Regions from separate parts of the Macaca mulatta genome. Here region 2 is linked to region 1. Evidence: chromatin contacts called from public Hi-C data. All regions are on one chromosome and are shown on one strand. The core of a region is the stretch at or near the end of the contact, and the rest is flanking DNA. Distances in the headings are between cores, read along the strand shown. Region 1 holds the start of ILF3 (interleukin enhancer binding factor 3). Region 2 holds the start of QTRT1 (queuine tRNA-ribosyltransferase catalytic subunit 1).

Region 1 (3,150 bases), core at 15-2,514:
GATCCATGTCACCTAAGCAGCAACTGGCAATCAATGTTGGATATATGAAGAAGAGATCCCTTACTCTCCTCAAATTTGGTCACGGAACTGGGGGAGAGCATGCAGACCGCCGTACACCCCAAATAATTCATCCAGGCGGTAGATTAACTGGGGCAGAACCTCCTGCGTAACCTCGAGAATCTCAATCGCTCAACTACGAGGAAAAATAAAGGTAGAAAGGGGTTTTAAGCATCCACGTTTCAGGGCCCAAGCTTGCACCCTAACAGACTGCCGTTCTAGGGAAGGCAAATACGATCTGGAAAAACATTCAAAAACGAAAACAAATGAACTAAAGAAAAAGAAAGCTGAAACCCTTCCAAATTTGGACCCTGATCTGAGAGAGACCTGGCTGACTAGAGATTTGGAAACCCGACGAACCCACAAAGGCTTCCTCTGCAGTCCGCGTGGGAAGGGGCTTCCAAGGAGGGGTCCGCCTCTCCGCGCCCCGTGAGGACAAAGGAGGCAACGTTTCCCGCCTCAGGAACCTGGGACTCTCCTGGAACCGGGGGCGGGACTGGGACAAAGAGGTGGAGGGAATAGGAAAGAAGGAGTGAGGAAGGGGGGTCGCCCCGCCGCGAAGCTCGGGACCCGAGGGGGTGTGTGCTCCAGGCACGTGCACGCGTCCCCAGGAGGCCGCAACAGACAAAGCCCGGCCCCGGGGAGGCGGCGGCCGGGGGCCCGGTGCGCGCGCACCCCCCGCGCGTGGCGCCGCCGCCGGCCGAGGGGCCGCGTGTGGGGGGGAGCGGCTGCGCGCGCACCGAGTCCTCGCCGCCGCCGTCGCCGCCATTTTGTTTCCTCCGCACAATGGAGGAGAGTTAACGGCCGAGCGCGGGAGCGAGGCCGGCAAGGGAGATACCGGTCAGCCGCCGGGATGAGGGGACCGGGCGGAGGCGGCGAGCGCGGGACCCCTCCAGCCTTGTCTCCGCGAACCCTCGGTGGGGACCTCGGTGAGGAAGGCGGGCGGGGGGAGGGGCAGAGGCGGGAGCGGGCCCGGCCGCCGCCACATTGACGCTTACCTTGTCGGCGTCCCCTTCTTCGACCGCAGCCGCCGCCGCCGCCCTCCTGCCACAGCCCGCCGGGGTCTCCCCCAAAAAGCCACGCGGTGCGCGCCGGCTGCTGGGTCCAACTGCAATGGCGAGAAGAGGAGGAGGAGGAGTCCGGACCGGGGGCGAGCGGGCGGGCGGGCAGGCGCGCGCCGGGGAGGTGCGGGAACACGTGATCAGCTGAAGCCCCGCCCCCTTTGACGCCGCGTTGCGCCTCGACGCAGGCCCAACACAAATGGGAGGGAGGAGCGAAAAGAGGGGGGTCTTGGGGCGGGCGTGCGTTATCACGTGGGACAAGCCTGGGTGTTTGCGTGCATAGTCACGTGACTTCGGCACCTTTCCCTCCGCTTTCGATAGGTTACTCTATCATGTGACAATGGCGAATTTCGCAGTTTCCTTCGCCATCTGACAAGAACTTTTGGCGCCTTCCCTTTGCCGTATTGGGAGTCCTCTATCACGTGACGAGGTCACGCTCTGGTTTTTGCTAAGGCGGTTTTTGAGCTGCCATTACCACGTGATGCAAGGCAAGCGTGAGAGGCGGAGCCTCCCCACGGCTGCGGCATTTCGCGCCTGCGCGTCCGCCATCTTACGCCCGTTGCCCTGAGTACGTTAGCGGAAATGGCTCTGAGAGGCTTTGACGCATGTGTACCTTAGTGGCGGTATGTTGGCCGGAGACTTTCGTGCTACAGTAGAGGTGGCTATGCTTCCCGCATCTCTCTTGAGAGGCACAGAAGGTCAGAGATGCGTGCGAAGAACGGCCAGGTCCAGCGTCTCCTCGTTTCTGTCCCTTCATCCAGGGACCGGCGCCAATGAGCGCGCGCGTTCTTTCGTCCCACGGACCTGCCTTGGTGTAGCCTCCCCGGGCCGTAGCTTCCGAAGGCTACAGCCGACCTGGTCGGGATTCTCCAGCCCGCTTTCCCCTTTCCCGATTGACAGATGGAGAAACTGAGGCCCAGGCCAAAAAATATCACACTAGAGGGCTCACGGCCAGTTCCTGGGAAAGTTGGGGCTGGGACTCTACATACGCTCGGCCAGCAACAGCGCGGAGCTCCGAAGTAAAGGCGCCCGTGACCGAGTGCCTTGTCCTTAAAACCGTGGTGTCCTTGAATGCTCCCAGGCGCCTTATGAGGTCCCCGATGTGCAGTCTGTGCTTAAACTAAACCCCACGCTCTGCCAGGGTCGGGTTGGCCATCCGCAGGCGTAGTTGCTAGGGAGGTTTGACAGATGCCCGCCTGTTGATTAAAATGTTCCCAGGATTTGGAGCAAGAAGAGCAAGGAAGGCCGGGCGCGGCGGCTCAAGCCTGTAATCCCAGCACTTTGGGAGGCGGAGGCAGGCGGATCACGACGTCAGGAGATCAAGACCGTCCTGGCTAACACGGTGAAACCCTGTCTCTACTGAAAACACAAAAAAATTAGCCGGGCGTGGTGGCGGGCGCCATTAGTCCGAGCTACCCGGGAGGCTGAGGCAGCAGAATGGCGTGAACCCGGGACGCGGAGCTTGCAGTGAGTGCACTCCAGCCTGGGCAACAGAGCGAGACTCTGTCTCAAAAAAACAAAAGAGAAGAGCAAGGAGGTGTTGAAAGTGGGTTTCCAGCCGGGCGCGGTGGCTCAAGCCTGTAATCCCAGCACTTTGGGAGGCCCAGACGGGCGGATCACGAGGTCAGGAGATCGAGACCATCCTGGCTAACACGGTGAAACCCCGTCTCTACTAAAAATACAAAAAAACTAGCCGGGCGAGGTGGCGGGCGTCTGTAGTCCCAGCTACTTGGGAGGCTGAGGCAGGAGAATGGCGTGAACCCGGGAGGTGGAGCTTGCAGTGAGCTGAGATCCGGCCACTGCACTCCAGCCTGGGTGACAGAGCAAGACTCCGTCTCAAAAAAAAAAAAAAAGAAAGTGGGTTTCCTGGCTGGGCGTGGTGGCTCACGCTTGTAATCCCAGCACTTTGGGAGGCAGAGGTGGGTGGATCACTTGAGGTCAGAAGTTCAAGACCAGCCTGGCCAACATTGTGAAACACCGTCTCCACTAAAAATATGAAAATTAACTGAGTGTGGTGGCAGGCGCCTGTAAT
Region 2 (3,205 bases), core at 118-2,617, 53 kb before region 1:
ACTACAGGCGCCCACAAGCGCGCCCGGCTAATTTTTTGTATTTTTAGTAGAGACGGGGTTTCACCGTGGTCTCGATCTCCTGACCTTGTGATCCGCCCGCCTCGGCCTCCCAAAGTGCTGGGATTACAGGCGTGAGCCACCGCGCCCGGCCAATTTGTTTTTTAAATTTATTTTTTTGGTAGAGACAGGGTCTCCCTGTATTGCCCAAGCTGGTCTCCAACTCCCGGCCTCAAGTGATCTTCCCACCTCAGTTTCCCAAATTGCTGGGATTACAGGCATGAGCTTCTACATCCAGTCTTAATTTGCTGAGAGAAAAATTGCAATAATAATACTTAAGCTACTACATGGCTGGCATGGAGATTTACGACATCATCTCATATGTACTTGTCAACAATTCTACCAAAGACCTGCTACTATTTACCCCCGCTTTGAGTTGGTTCAACTGAAGCTCTGCGAGGAGTGACCTGCTCAAAGCCACACAACACCTAAAGAACAGGCCCTGTGTCACCTTCACCCCCTGACAGACAGGGTAAGGGGGCGGCTCCCCAGGGTCCTCTCACCCAGCGCGTTCTGGATCTGCACGGATTTCTCCGGGCTCAGCAGGGTCTCACTGCCGTCGTAGGGAGAGCGGAAGCGGACGCCCTCCTCCGTCACCTCGGACAGAGACACCAGTGACACCATCTGGAAACCGCCGCTGTCCTAAGGGAAACCCCACCGCAAGGCTGTCAGGGGGTGGAGATGGGGGACCCCTCACTCCAGAGAAGCGCCCTAGGACGCCGGCTCTCTCCTCAGCTCACCGTTAGCAGATTATGTGGCCAATTCATGAAGCCGTGGAGACCGTTGGCTTTCTGGATCAGTTCGGGTCCCTGGGTTGATAGAAGAAAGTGTCAGGTTAGGGATGACAGCGTCCCTGGGGGCCCTTCTTGAGAGACAGAGCTGGCCAGCTTTAGTCCCCGCTGCTCTTTCACGCCCAGCACAAGGCCTGGTCATGGGGGGGCGCTCAATACGGCTGGTCGATTGACTTTGGGAGGAGTGTCCGGGCCTGGAGGACGCTCCATGGCTCCCCACGCCTCGCCGCCTCCCCGCGCGGGCAGAGCCCACCCACCGGCCTTAGACCCAGATGGTAGGTATTGCCCAGGCAGATGCGGCAACCCAGAGCGTCCAGCTGCTCTGTCGTGATGCCCTTCATGGTGGCCTGCGTGCCCACTGGCATGAACACAGGAGTTGCCACTGTCCCATGAGGCAGCCGCAGCTCGCCTGCCCGGGCCCTGGAGCGGCTGCATTCGGCCACCAGCCGCATGATCCGTGGGGCCGACTCCAGGGAAGCCTGGGTGGCTACTCCCGCCATCTTGACTGTCGGGACCACGTGGGCCATACCACACAGTGGGCGGCGCCATGTTGGCTGCTGTCACGTGACAGCGCGACCCCGTTCTGGAGCCCGGGAAAGCGTCGGGGGACCATGGCAACGGATTTGAACCCCTGGTCCTGGCTGGGCGCCCACTTAATTCCTACCCGCAACACGCTAAAGCGAAGAATCAAAATTGCGCTGGGAACGAATCTCATCCCTAGCACTTTCGAGCTACAATCAGAGAATCTCTTAGCCATAATTTTCTCTTGCATAAAATGTGGCGAATTACAGCATCTCGGCATAAAGACGTTTTAAGGATTGAATAAAGATGATGTATAGATCTTTACACAGTGCTTGGCCCAGGCTGCAGTGAGTTATTGGTGGCGCTTTTGTTGCATCTTGTTCATTGCTTTGTACCAAGAGATTAGTACAGGACCGGCCGGGCGCGGTGGCTCAAGCCTGCAATCCCAGCACTTTGGGAGGCCGAGACGGGTGGATCACGAGGTCAGGAGATCGAGACCATCCTGGCTAACACGGTGAAACCCCGTCTCTACTAAGAAATACAAAAAAAAAAAAACTAGCCGGGCGAGGTGGCGGGCGCCTGTAGTCCCAGCTACTTGGGAGGCTGAGGCCGGAGAATGGCGTGAACCCGGGAGGCGGAGCTTGCAGTGAGCTGAGATCCGGCCACTGCACTCCAGCCTGGGCTACAGAGTGAGACTCCGTCTCAAAAAAAAAAAAAAAAAAAAAAAAAGAGATTACTACAGGACCTAGCACATATTAAGGGTTCAGTTAGCATTAGTTTATTCAATAAAAGAAGGAGGCTGGGTGCAGTGGCTCACGCCTGTAATCCCATCAATTTGGGAGGCCAAGGCGGTAAATCAGTTGAGCCCAGAGGTTCGGGACCAGCCTGGGCAAAATAATGAGACTTCGTCTCTACCAACGAAACAAACAAAAAATTTAGCCCGGCACGCTGGCGCCCTCTGTAGTCTGAGCTACTTGGGAGGCTGAAGCAAAAAGATCACTTGAACCCAGGAGACAGATGAGGCCGTGAGCTGTGATCATGCCAGTGCACTACAGCCTGGGCGACACAGTGAGACCTCCTCTCAAAAAATATAAAAATTAAATAAGGAATCCCAGATTTATAGAAGAGGCTAAGGCTCAGAACCTGGCCACAATTATTCTTTCATTCATTCAGTGTATACCTATATATACATACCCGACTAGCGCCAGACTCTATGCAGCAAGGGGAGGAAGGGTCGCAGATTTATTGAGTGGTGGTTGTGTTCCATTTATAATAATAATAAATAAAGCCGGGCACAGTGGTTTTCTCCAATAATCCCAGCATTTTGGGAGGCTGAGGAGGGTGGGTCATTTAAGGCAAGGAGTTTGAGACCAGCCTGGGAAACATAAGAGACCCCTTCTCTACAAAAGTAACAAAATACTAGACCAGAGTAGTGATGTGAGCCTGTAGTCCCAGCTACTTGGGAGGCTGAGACAGGAAGATCACTTAGGCCTGGAAGGTTGAGGCTCATGAGGCTGCAGGGAGCTGTAATCTTGCCACTGCACTCCAGCTTGGGTGACAGAGTGAGACTTTGTCTCAAAAACAAAACAAAACAAAACATAATATATAACTATATAACCCCCGGCAGTCGCAGTGGCTCAAATCTGCATTACCAGCACTTTGAGAGGCCAAGGCAGGAAGTGCACTTAAGGCCAGGAGATTGAGACCAGCTTGAGTAATATAGCGAGACCCCGTCCGTACAAAAAATTTAAAAATTGGCTGGGTGCAGTGGCTCACGCCTGTAATCCCAGCACTTTGGTAGGCCAAAGCAGGCAGATCATAAGGTTAGGAGTTCA

What was found. A called contact is a pair of places that touch in the nucleus more often than the background predicts.
Region 2: a Hi-C map of liver shows a contact between it and region 1, with 1.9 times the contacts expected there. The contact joins the promoter of QTRT1 here to the promoter of ILF3 in region 1. A contact is called at or near these places in 4 of 14 Hi-C or Micro-C datasets (cortical neurons, fetal cortex germinal zone, fibroblasts and 1 more).

The regions. Positions count from the first base shown.
Region 1 is chr19:11,383,252-11,386,401 of T2T-MMU8v2.0, reverse strand. ILF3 (interleukin enhancer binding factor 3) reads right to left here and starts at 1,264. Exons shown (of 21, transcript XR_013408884.1): 1 at 1,056-1,264; 2 at 1-193. It overlaps LOC144336661 (a long non-coding RNA gene), which reads left to right. Exons shown (of 2, transcript XR_013408919.1): 1 at 1-720; 2 at 783-1,239.
Region 2 is chr19:11,436,346-11,439,550 of T2T-MMU8v2.0, reverse strand. QTRT1 (queuine tRNA-ribosyltransferase catalytic subunit 1) reads right to left here and starts at 1,367. Exons shown (of 10, transcript XM_028839809.2): 1 at 1,106-1,367; 2 at 798-866; 3 at 561-699. The coding sequence starts at 1,348.